Linked DNA regions of Mus musculus: regions 1, 3 and 4 are each linked to region 2. A link is a contact called in public promoter capture Hi-C data. All regions are on one chromosome and are shown on one strand. Each heading gives the region's core, a stretch centred on a gene start, on an enhancer-like site or on the middle of the called end of the contact. The rest is flanking DNA. Distances are from core to core; before and after follow the strand shown.

Region 1 (2,778 bases), core at 85-2,584, 1.3 Mb after region 2:
CAGCCGAGTTGCCACCCAACTGTCAAAACTCTGACCCTCTAAACCTAAGGTTCAGGTGCAGGTAATGGCTTTGAAATCGGTACTTCATGCTCATAGAGTGACCCCAAGACCTAAAGAGGAAGGTTTTGTTGGTAGTGGGGTTCTTTTTTCCCTGTATTTCTTTAACTTTCAAAATTACAACAAGTTAAGTATTAACTGTTGAGCAGTGAACTTGTGGAGTTTCATGGAGCCTTTCCGGGCTTCCCGTGATAACATCTTATTAAACCACAGCACAATTATCGAAACCAGGAAAGGAACATTGATAAAATACTAAGAGCTAATCTACAGATCTGAGGGAAACGTATCCAATTAGCCACTAATGGCTTTCAGTGATTCTTTCCAGCGTCAGTTACCATGGTGTTAGCCTAACTGGTCTTCCAATTTCTATGGTTTCTTTACATGTCTGGACTGGAATTCTCTTCTGACGACAAACAACCTCTCCTGAGCTCTTTATTCTTCCATTCCCTGATTTTCTTGTATCCACATGAGCTCATGGATATCTATTTTATCCTATATGTTATACCCCATTACTGTTGTATGCATTCTGTTGCCTAAATTGGTGCATCCTCGGCTATTGAGAGTGCCTGCTGCTCCCTGTTGCCAAGCTCCATCACATTTCAAAGCATTTCTTTAATTCTTCAGGTCATTTCTGCTTTCCCTGCCTCTGCCTTGAAATCCGCTATTTTTCACTGCTGTTCTTAATTCCACATTATTTGAATAGTAGGCTTATAACACTATTTATAATCTTGGAAAATTAATGTTTCCAATATGGGAATCTCTGCATAGAAAATATTAGATACTTTTTTTTTTACCACTTTTCATATGGATTATTACTTATCAGTCCACTAATTTATCAAACTGCAACAAGCCTATGCTATTTTATTATATAGGGCAAAAGAAGGGGGGAAGCCATGTAATTAGGATTTTTACAGAACAATCTACCATTATGCTTTCTTGGTTTTGTATTTATGTCTAGTACCTAACACAAAAGTGCATCTTTTAGGCTTTTTAGTGTTTTTAGGTACACACGTGTGTACGTGTGTGTACGTGTGTGTGCGTGTGCGTGTTTCAGTTCAAATGCCTGGGGCTTTTGACAAAAGAGTTTCTTGTCTGATTAAAGATTGTCATTTCTAATATATGATGGGGAGAACCTATTGAAGCAAACAGAGTTTTCAGTTGAATGTAGCTAAGCCAGAGGCCACCCTGCCCCCGACTGTGGTTTTGTGAATGCACACATTCCTCTCTGCTTCCTATTTATTTGCCTTTTGTCCTTTTGGTTAAGTGGACTTGATTTAGGTTTTCTGTGGCTTGCAAATGTGCCTGTGCAAACATTCCCTCTCCAGTTCATCCCACTGTGTTGGTTTGTGGGTTGTGGGTTTTTGTTTGTTTGTTTGTGTTCCTGCCTGTATCCCCACTTGTTTTAGTGCTGAAGTTAATTGCCTGTCTGTTTTCCCTTTGTGCCTCGGAGACCAGACTGTCTTCAACTCTTCCTGCCTTTCTGATCTCTGCATGGGGCACATGATCCCAGCACGGCTTTTTAGCTGAACTCAGAGGCCCGGAGCTGCTCTAACTTGTAAATTTTATTTAATGAACAAGGGGACATTTTGTTTGTTTCAATTAGTGCCAAATAAGTTTCCACTCTCAAGTCACTTTTTCTGAGTCAGGAACCTGGGCACCATCCACCTGGGTTCCCCAAGCCCAGGGCAAGGAAGCCGAAGTCTGCTCTCTCACCTAGAGGCTCTACTTGGGGGAAGCCTGCTTGGAGCTTTCTTAGTCCTGGAGCCAAAGGCTGTGGGTAGAAGAGGTTAGAGGCAGCAGAGACTGTGAATAGGGAACAAGTCCAACTACATGAGCGTCTCACAGCATCCTCAGATGGCCATGAACTCCTGATATCTAGCCAGGCCTGGCTCTGCAGAGGACAAAGCACTTTCGGGTCTGTTTTCTGTGCATCTTAGAAGTTTAGGTTTAAAGCAATTTCCTTTAGCAGTGTAAGTGGGTTTGTATACCAGTCAACATACCAGCACCAGAAACGCAATTAGATTTTAAAATTGTAACTACATTTATTTTTTGTTATGATTGCTTGCATTTTCTGTAGGTTGAATTGCTTACTAGTATTCATAAAATTATTTTCTAGATATCTTAAATTTTTCAAAGTGTTTCTCTATCTCTCTCTTCCTCTGTCTATCTCTCTGTCTCTGTCTCTCCCCCCACCCCGTGTGTGTGTGTGTGTGTGTGTGTGTGTGTGTGTGTGTATGTGTGTGTATGTATGTGTGTGAGTGTGTGTCTGTGTGTGAGTGTGTGTGTGTATGTGTGTCTCTGTGTGTGTGTGTGTATGTGTGTGTATGAGTGTGTGTGTGAATGTGTGTATGTGTGTGTGTTTATGGGTGTGTATGTGTGTGAGTGTGTGTGTGTGTGTGTTGGTAGAAAAGTAGTACTTCTGCATTGGTTGCACTGGAAATGTGGTGTGAATGTTTTAGGGCCATACACTGGCTATTCCAAATGTTTATTTCTGTTCGAGCAGCTGGCCTCATACTGTGTATATACACACACACACACACACACACACACACAGAGAGAGAGAGAGACCCCTCACCTAAAACACAGAAAGTTTTAAGATATCATGGAAAATCTTTTTATGAATATTGGTTAAATAATTGAGTATTTATGAATACTGGTAAGTTTAAATTTAACTATGTGGTGGGTAATTAGTGCACAGTGTGCAACTGGCGTGTTAATGAG
Region 2 (2,700 bases), core at 133-2,632:
GGCAGGTAGATTTCTGAGTTTGAGGCCAGCCTGGTCTACAAAGTGAGTTCCAAAACAGCCAGGGCTATACAGAGAAACCCTATCTCAAAAAAACAAAACAAAAAACAAACAAACAAATAAAACCCAAACAAAAAGAAAAAAAATACAGGAAAGTTCAAATGAAATGTAAGTCCTTAAGGATGATACTATGCAATGGAGAGGTGGCAATAGATAAATAAATAAATAAATAAATAAATAAATATCACTGCTATAAAGAAAAGGTGGGGTGTGCTATAAAGTCAGAAGTGCAGACTCTCCTGGACTCTATCTTGTCAAGTAGTAAGACAGACTAATACTTTCCTAATGTTCATCATCTTCCTCCACTAATCAACTCGCATAGTTCACTAAAACAAGCACTAGCCATATCAGAGAAAGTATTCAATTCTTATTAGTTCGCATGTGTTTACCTTTCAAGTTTGAAAAGGACTGTCTATTCAGTCCAGTATTTGGACATGCAAATTTTAATCTAGTATTTAAACATAGTGTTTCTCATATAAGAATTTAAAACTTCTAAACTAAAAGCAATGGTTGTTTCCAGTTCCAATCTCCTTTAAGTACATGTTTTCAGTATCTCTTTACAGTTTCTAGAAAGGCTATAACGTGTACTTCTGTGTGTGTGAATGTATAAATTTTTATTTTGTGATCATTTTCTCTGTTAAAACTAATGACACCTCCACCCCCCACTCCACCCCACCCTCCCCCCCCCCCACCAAAAAAAAAAAAAAACCCACTGTGGCCCATCTATATGCATATGTCTGTAATCTCTACTAACTGGGAAGCCCTGGGTAAAGGATTTCAAGTCCAAAGCTTAGTTTGGCAATTTAGTGAGACCCAGTCTCATAAAAATAAAGACAAGGGAGAGAGTGAGGGAGGGAGGGAGGGAGGGAGGGAGGGAGGGAGGGAGGGAGGGAGGGAGGGAGGGAGGGAGGGAAGGGAAGGAAAATTTGAAAGCTGAGAAGGTAGCTTAGTAGTATATACGCTTGCCAGAATATTCCCAACAAAACACACACGCATGAGATAAAGAGAGGGGAGGGGAAGTTTTCCTTTCTCGCAGTTAAAGTCCTTTACGTTATTTTCCCCTTTCTTCTCTTTCATTCATTCCATGCAAACAAACAAACAAAAACAAAAGTTAAATTTAAAACCTCTATCTCCGCTTACCAGCAGAGAGCGCTGGAGCCGTGTGCGACACAGGAGACTCTCATTCTCCAAATAATAACTGCCTTAAACCAGGCAGTAAGTTTGTCTCCTTCGGGCACCCGTCGCGGACAAGCGTCTCAGCAACGGATGCGTGGGTGAGAATTGCCCGCTCGGAGGCGGAAGCGGAAGTATCTGTGACCGGCGAGTAGGAAGTAGCGCTTCCGGGAGTGGAGATGGCCGCGCTGGCCCCTCTGCCGCCGCTGCCCGCGCAGTTTAAGAGCATACAGCACCATTTGAGAACGGCGCAGGAGCATGACAAGCGGGACCCCGTGGTGGCCTACTACTGTGAGTCCCTCCGAGTCCCCGTTCTCCCGCCCGGTTGCGCCCCGCGCCTCCCTCCGCTCTTGAGGCCCGCCCCGCCCCCTGGCTTCAGACCTGAGCCTTGACCTCTGGCTCGGCCAGGAGGACCCCAAGTACTAGACTCCCTCCACACCCGGACCCCCGTCTCTCCAGCTTAGAGCCTCGGACACGCCTCCCGGCTGTTCTTTCTTCTGGGAATGAGAACCTCGATAGTCATAGGTTTCCCAGAGATGGGTGGGAAGGGAGACTAACAGAAAACATAACGAAAGCTGTGCATTAATCACGAGAGCTTTCAGGTCCCTTCCGAAACTCAGACGGTTCAGTGGACAGTGGCTACTACTGAAAATTTGAATTTGACTGTTCTTGACTTGTTTTCCGTACTCCTCATTACCACCAGTAAGAATTTGGAGTCATCCTTTAGCTATCCTGAAAGTTAAGAAGTTTAATGCCAATATTCCTAGTTTGAGATGTATATACTACTGAAGAGGACACAGTTTGAACTCCGTTCAGACATGCAGAGTTGGTGAAGTGGATAGGACTAGTAGTTTTATGTAAACTATGATTTGAATATTATACTCCTATCTTTGTTGCAAGAAATGACTGTACTCTGAGTTTCTAAAGAACTTTCAGAATACAGAAATGATGTGTCCTCTGTTGTGGACATTGTTAGCAAAAATCTGGACCAAGTCAAGCCTTCCCTTGTGGACATGTATGTACCTCATTTCTCAAATGTGCATGGATGTCCCCCTACCACCACCAATAATTGCCATTCTCCACTTGATTTATGATCTGAATTCCCACCTCTTCTGCAAGCCACTCGGTGGCTATACTTCATTTTTATAAAAATCATACCAGTATTGTTCCCACCATTCTTGTTCTTTTGATGATCTTCAAACATATCCTAATTATTGAGCCTTTTTACCTATTGACGAGCATTCCTAAGTACTGGGAAAAAAAAACTAAAACCCAGCTCCTGTGGTCCTAGGACTACTGAGAGGAGGGGCGTTTGAACAGTACGCATTTTATAATTTCAGGAACGGGCATAGAAGTGCCACAGTACTGTAGAGGGGACCTCATTTTCCTGTGTTCAGAAACACATTGCTCAGTTGACAATGGAAGCCAGACCTTTGTGCACAATTGCTGAAGAATATACCTTTAAAAGGA
Region 3 (2,700 bases), core at 129-2,628, 1.2 Mb after region 2:
AGGACAACTTGAGGGAGTCAGTTCTCTTCTTCCGGTTTGTAGGTCACAGGGATGGACCCGGGATCCTCAAGCTTGCCATAGGAGCTTTACCTAGCCATCTCACCTGGTTCTGGAGTAGTGCCCATTCGCAAACTTTGTTAGCAGGAAAGAGTTAAAGCAAGTCCAGACGATTTCTGCTGACGGTGACAATACCCACCCCACTGCACCCCACCCCCACCCCACCCCCACAGAGTTGCTGTGAGAAAAAAAGCCTTTAACAGCTTGTACTGTGAACAGCGTGACCTAGTTGCTAGGCCCTTTCCGTGTCTGTGTTTTCTAGCTTTCCTCTCTTGGTTCTTGTTTCTCTCTTACCTTAAGCATGGGCTTATTTTCTTGTTAGATGAAATACTCCATACAAATCGAACCTGAGGTATGTGTGAATGTGTGTGTAGGGGGAAGGGGGCGTGGCGTTGTGATGGTTGTGTCCTCCCTTCCCCTCTCTGTCTCCTTCTCTTCCTGCTGCTGTCTATGGTGCCTTTGTGAAGCCCAGCAACGCGCCTCCACTGTCAAGAACTTGCAGAGATGGTCAGCTACTTAGCTTACAGCTTTTCACTTCTGGGCCAGCCTCTACTTGGGGACCTATCTGGGTAACTGATAAAGCTGAGATTTCAATTGGCAAAACCAACGTCCCCTTTGCCAGGCATCCCGGCTGCTCTTCCTTTGGAAAGCATTCACTCAAACCTCACATCTGTGACACGAATTCAGCCCTTAAAAGACTGATCTTTTTAAAAACCACGACCTTTGAGTCTGACCCAGTATACACGGAAGCTCAAGAATGTGGGGCTCTGAGAGACAGAGATGAGCTTTGACAAGGGCAAGAGGCGAATCTTGCAGGGAGGACCAAAGGACCAGACTTCACAAGCGACTCCAGATCTGCCAGGAATCCTCCTGCAAACCCAGTGCCCTTTGGCTCCGGTGTTTTGCACCTGTAAACTACATATGACAGTCATTGGGTCCTAGTCCTATTATATTACAAGACAGCCAGGTGTGTGCACGCCTGTCCCCACCCCTCGGCGACCAAGTGCAAATGAGGCTGTTAACTCTGACCTTGCATCTCAGCTCTGCAGCTGAAACTCCACTTCTCTGAGACCCTTTGGTTGAGCCGCTTTGGGTCAGAGGCGACAGACCCCTGTCTTACAATACAGGAGCCGCGCCTGGGGGTGGGGGTGGGGGGCGGAGCAGCCGGAGCAGCCGGAGCAGGTTCTAGGGCACCGAGCGTGGCAGGCTCGGAGGCCGGTGGCTGTCGCCCGCGGGAGCGAAAGCCGGCTGTAGGCGGCTCCTTCCTGTGCAAACTTTTCTGTGCTCTTCCTCCTCCCGCGCTGCGCCCCGCTGCTTGCGGCCGCCTCCCCGCCCTGCCAGCCGGCCAGGGGCTCCACGCGGGGCCGCGGCGGACAGCGCAGCCCTTTGCGCCGGCTCCACCCTGCCTGAGCTTGCTCCCTCCTGGCGCCTAGAGCGGATGGCGGAAGCCGGCAGGAGTCCTGAGATGTCCCCGGACCAGCCAGCGGGCCAGGAGGCGGCGGCGGCGGAGGCTCTGGACCCCGAACCCGAGGCTCCCGGGCCACCGGTGCCTTCCCTGCGCTGGCTTCCCGGGGATCCGAGTCCCCGTGGCCGCTCCCAGAGCGACCTGTCGTCAGCCTCGAGCCGGGGCCGCCCGCTCAGAGTCCACATCTCCGGCTCAGGTAAGGGTGGCTCTGAATGGCCCGGAGTGGTCCAGGGAGGGCTAACCCCGGCAGGTGAGGATCGCCGTATGGCGATCTTCCCTGGACGTTCGGGAGCAGCCGTGGGGGTTAGGGGACGAGAGCAAGGGCGAAAGCTGTAGTCCCCACATCGCCACCTCCTGCTGGGCTTCAAAGGCTTGGTGTCCCTTGGCTGAGCGGCAGGCGACCGGTGGGTGCGCCCGAGTGGGTGCGCCGCTCTTCTGCGCGGGTGCCCACAGCGCGATTTTCGCGGGTTCCCCTGGACTCCCGCTTGGTTGTGCAGCGCCAGGCGGCACCAGTTTTGGCTTTGGGTCTAGGGCTAATTTGGTTCTTGGGCTATTTGGTCTTTTATGGGACTGTGGTCCTTCGGAAGGGTGTGGTCCCTTCACTTCATGGGTAAGCACAGGGTTTGAAAGGTAACCCTACTCACTCCTACTTCTGAAATAGAGATTTCTTGGAGCGGGTCGGGAGGGGGTTGCTGGTAACAGGATAGGGGAATCCAGTTTCCCTGACTGTGAAAAGCCATAGAGGTGTTATTGAGAGCTAGGCCTGGCTCTGTGTGTGTGTGTGTGTGTCTGCTGTAATGTTCTCTGGAAAGCCTGGGGCCAGTATTGCTGTTGTAGAGAGAAACCTGTGTCCTGTGTCCTCTAAGGACAGGCGACAACTAGGAACTTCACTGAGACCCAATGCTACCCAGGCTGCGGTGAGTGAAGGAGGACAAATTGCTTAACTTTGTCTCAGTGGTCAACGTGGAACGATGGTGATGGTATGGCATATCAAGTGGAGACATTAGGCAGATTGTCGTTATTTAAAATATCCCGAGAACTGGAAAAACTTTTGTCTTTAAGTCCAACAGTTTTCAAGGGTGGTTTTTTGTTTGTTTGTTTATAATTTTCAACATGTGACCGCTGCATGGGAACTAGAGAAGGACGGGGCGCGGGGGGCGGGGGGGGGCATGAGAATG
Region 4 (2,700 bases), core at 60-2,559, 1.7 Mb after region 2:
GGACTACACAGAGAAACCCTGACTCAAAAAAACAAAACAAAACAAATGAAAAGCAAAACAAAACAGAAGGCTGGGGCATGGAGGAGAAAGGCCCCAAGGATAAAGTGTTACCTTTACCTGGCTTTAAGTATCTGACCTTGTGTATTGGGTGAACTGTGTGGCTGCTCTGTGTGTGGTAAAAACTACTTTCCGTCTCCTTTCCATACAGTCCTCTGTTGAGGTGAGGAGCAGGCTGGCCCACACTTAGAGTGCAGAGACAAGCTTCTTTTCCATGAAAGTGGAGTTTCTGCTTAAGTTGCCTGAAGTTGCTCTGCCCCGGAGATTTGTCTTTCTGGCCTTACCTGGCCTTACATTAGTAGATCGATTCATCGGTCATTTCACATTAGATGGATAACTTTGGGTTACCGTAACACCTTGTTCCTCAAATTCTTCTGGCGGTGGCTTCCTATCAATGCATATCATCTTTCTTTCTTCCTGTGTTCTTTTTTTAAGATTTATTAAATATTATTTATTATTATATGTAAGTACACTGTAGCTGTGTCTTTCAGATACACCAGAGAAGGGCGTCAGATTTCATTATGGATGTTGTGAGCCACTGTGAGCCACCATGTGGTTGCTGGGATTTGAACTCAGGACCTTTAGAAGAGCAGTCAGCGCTCTTAACCACTGAGCCATCTCTCCAGCCCCTCCTCTCATACTTTCTTTGTTTCTTGATGGCTAGCCTTCTACCTTGTTTGTCCAGCGGTTTCCCACCCCCTAGCCAGAATGCCCCTTTTCTGTTTCTGAGCCCCCAGTAGGGTGCCAGGCAACGAGGACAAGGTCGTGGCAATACTCCTGTGGGTGTCCCACTGACAGCAGGCAGGAAGGGGCTAGTGGAAGGCGGGGCTCAGTGTCTACGTGGTCCACAACCTCGGGTTAGGCAGTCGTGCGGGTCCCCGCTGGCGCAGCCACACCCACGCTCAGAAACGGTTTCTAGTGCCCTAGTTTCGGAACTACTCTGGACTGCAAAAGTCATCCGCGCTGAGGGGTTTTCCCGCGGAAAGTCCGATGGATCCCGCCCCGCCCATCTCTCCATCCCAGAGCAAGGAAGAAGAAAGAGCAAGTTCCCGGGTGGTCCACACCGTCGCCCGCAGCATCTCGGGGTGCACAGGAGGGGAAGAAGGCTCGTGCTTAGGTTCCCAGCAACCCGCAGCGTGGCGACCCCAGTCGGGACGGGAAGCTGCGCGCCTAGCCGAGGGCGTCCCCGGGGCGGGGCCCTGGTCCCCAGCTGTGCAGCCTCAGCGCGGCAGGGGCGGAGCCAGCAGCACCAGACGCGGCCCTGCGGCTCAGGGCTCGGACCCCGGCTGAGAAGCGCAGCCCGGGCCAGCAAGAAGCGGAGGGGGCAGAGCCGCGGGGACACGCCGCGGTGTCCTCCCGGCGTCCGGACGCTGGATCAGCGCCCCGCAGGATCACGGTTCGTTTTGTCCCGCGAGTCTGCTTAGCTCTCTAACTCTTTCGACATCGGGGACCCAGGTTCGGGGTTGGCTGGAGTGGTGGACCGCGCTGGCAGGGATGCTGCGCAGCTGCAGGTGGGTTTGGGGTGTGGTTCCCTCTGTGCCTCTAGGTACCTTCAGGACGAGGCTTTGGGTTTCTCACCTAGAGCCGAGAGCTTTTTTTTTTTTTTTTTTTTTTTTTTTTTTTTTTTTTTTTTTTTTATGTTTAAGAATATAATGCGTTATCAGAAGTGCTTCAGAAATGTAGACTGACTCTGAAGCTTCCTGAGGCAACTTCTGTTTTGAATTTTTGTTGTTTTTATTTAATGGAGGTGTTTTATTCAGTTCGGTCGCCACTTTCTCTAACACATCAGAATGGACACTTCTCCACTTGAACTTGACAGTATGACTCAGGAGCCAGGAAATACAGGAACACTGATACCGCGTTGAAACAGCTCCCACGGAGGATTTGGGGTAGTTTGTTTTAGGAAACCGATCTGATGGCTTTGCTTAGAGAACCACACCACGGAATTCTGTTGGCTTCTTTGGCTCCGCGAACATCAGCTGAGACCTGCGTTTTACTTCCTGTGACTCTCACACTTATTAGAGCCATTTCTCAGCAGAGGGAGGAGCTGTTGTTTCTACACGGGTATCCACAAATGAGTCACAAGTCTACTACAATTGCAAGGCTTTGTTAATACGCTTTTGAAAAGTGAGGTTGGATTCCTGTACTTTGAATAAGACCGAAGATTCAGTCTGGTACTGTCAAACTGGGGCAGGCGGCCTAGGAAGTAACTATTCAAGTTTTCAGTTTCCTAGAGCGCCTGATGGGACAACATGCCAGCTAGGGTCACTAGGCTGATCTGAGATAAACCCTTAAAATCATGTGCTTTCCCACAGAAGCTGAAGAGAAAATTAATTTCTTTATCCAATAACCATTTGGCTGTTGTTTTCACTAGTTGGTAGAAACTGGACATTTAATGAAGTGATTGTAAGTTACTCTGAAATTTAAAATATTTCAGAAAGTTTATTTTTACCAAATTAGTGCCTTAAAAAAAAACATATAGAAGCTTTTGAAGAAAGTAGATGGTTGCTGGAGCCAGACATTAAGATGCTGAGTCTCCCTGAGGCTGGATAAAGGCTCTAAGAAATAGACTTCCCTATCTAGGAGCTCAGTAGAGACAGGAATAACTGCATATCCTGGCTGAGCTGAGGTCAGCCTTAGACA

Evidence for each region. Promoter capture Hi-C pulls out the DNA fragments that hold promoters and counts their contacts.
Region 1: a contact with region 2 is called in a promoter capture Hi-C map of pre-B cells. The contact joins the enhancer-like site here to the promoter of Vta1 in region 2. A contact is called at or near these places in 8 of 39 promoter capture datasets (the 3T3-L1 cell line, the C10 cell line, the HPC-7 cell line and 4 more).
Region 3: a contact with region 2 is called in a promoter capture Hi-C map of HPC-7-derived erythroid cells, with 3 times the contacts expected there. The contact joins the promoter of Phactr2 here to the promoter of Vta1 in region 2. A contact is called at or near these places in 4 of 39 promoter capture datasets (the C10 cell line, HPC-7-derived erythroid cells, hippocampal neurons and 1 more).
Region 4: a promoter capture Hi-C map of pre-B cells shows a contact between it and region 2. The contact joins the promoter of Stx11 here to the promoter of Vta1 in region 2. A contact is called at or near these places in 3 of 39 promoter capture datasets (the C10 cell line, liver and pre-B cells) and 1 of 484 Hi-C or Micro-C datasets (pre-B cells).

What each region holds. Positions count from the first base shown.
Region 1 is chr10:13,430,862-13,433,639 of GRCm38.p6, reverse strand. The region is part of intron 1 of Phactr2 (phosphatase and actin regulator 2); the gene reads left to right. Among named protein-coding and RNA genes, the nearest start is that of Phactr2, 42 kb to the left of the region's middle. Within about 2 kb of position 1,334, at least 36 of the 459 cell types and tissues checked have an H3K27ac peak or open chromatin away from gene starts, as enhancers often do. A contact at or near this core is called in the HPC-7 cell line and pre-B cells, where this site is marked.
Region 2 is chr10:14,704,171-14,706,870 of GRCm38.p6, reverse strand. Vta1 (vesicle (multivesicular body) trafficking 1) reads left to right here and starts at 1,382. Exons shown (of 8, transcript NM_025418.3): 1 at 1,382-1,521. The coding sequence starts at 1,410. It overlaps 1700016L04Rik (RIKEN cDNA 1700016L04 gene), which reads right to left and starts at 1,262. Exons shown (of 6, transcript NR_045824.1): 1 at 1,198-1,262.
Region 3 is chr10:13,473,074-13,475,773 of GRCm38.p6, reverse strand. It overlaps Phactr2 (phosphatase and actin regulator 2), which reads left to right and starts at 1,378. Exons shown (of 13, transcript NM_001195065.1): 1 at 1,378-1,718. The coding sequence starts at 1,496.
Region 4 is chr10:12,962,868-12,965,567 of GRCm38.p6, reverse strand. Stx11 (syntaxin 11) reads left to right here and starts at 1,309. Exons shown (of 3, transcript NM_029075.1): 1 at 1,309-1,568.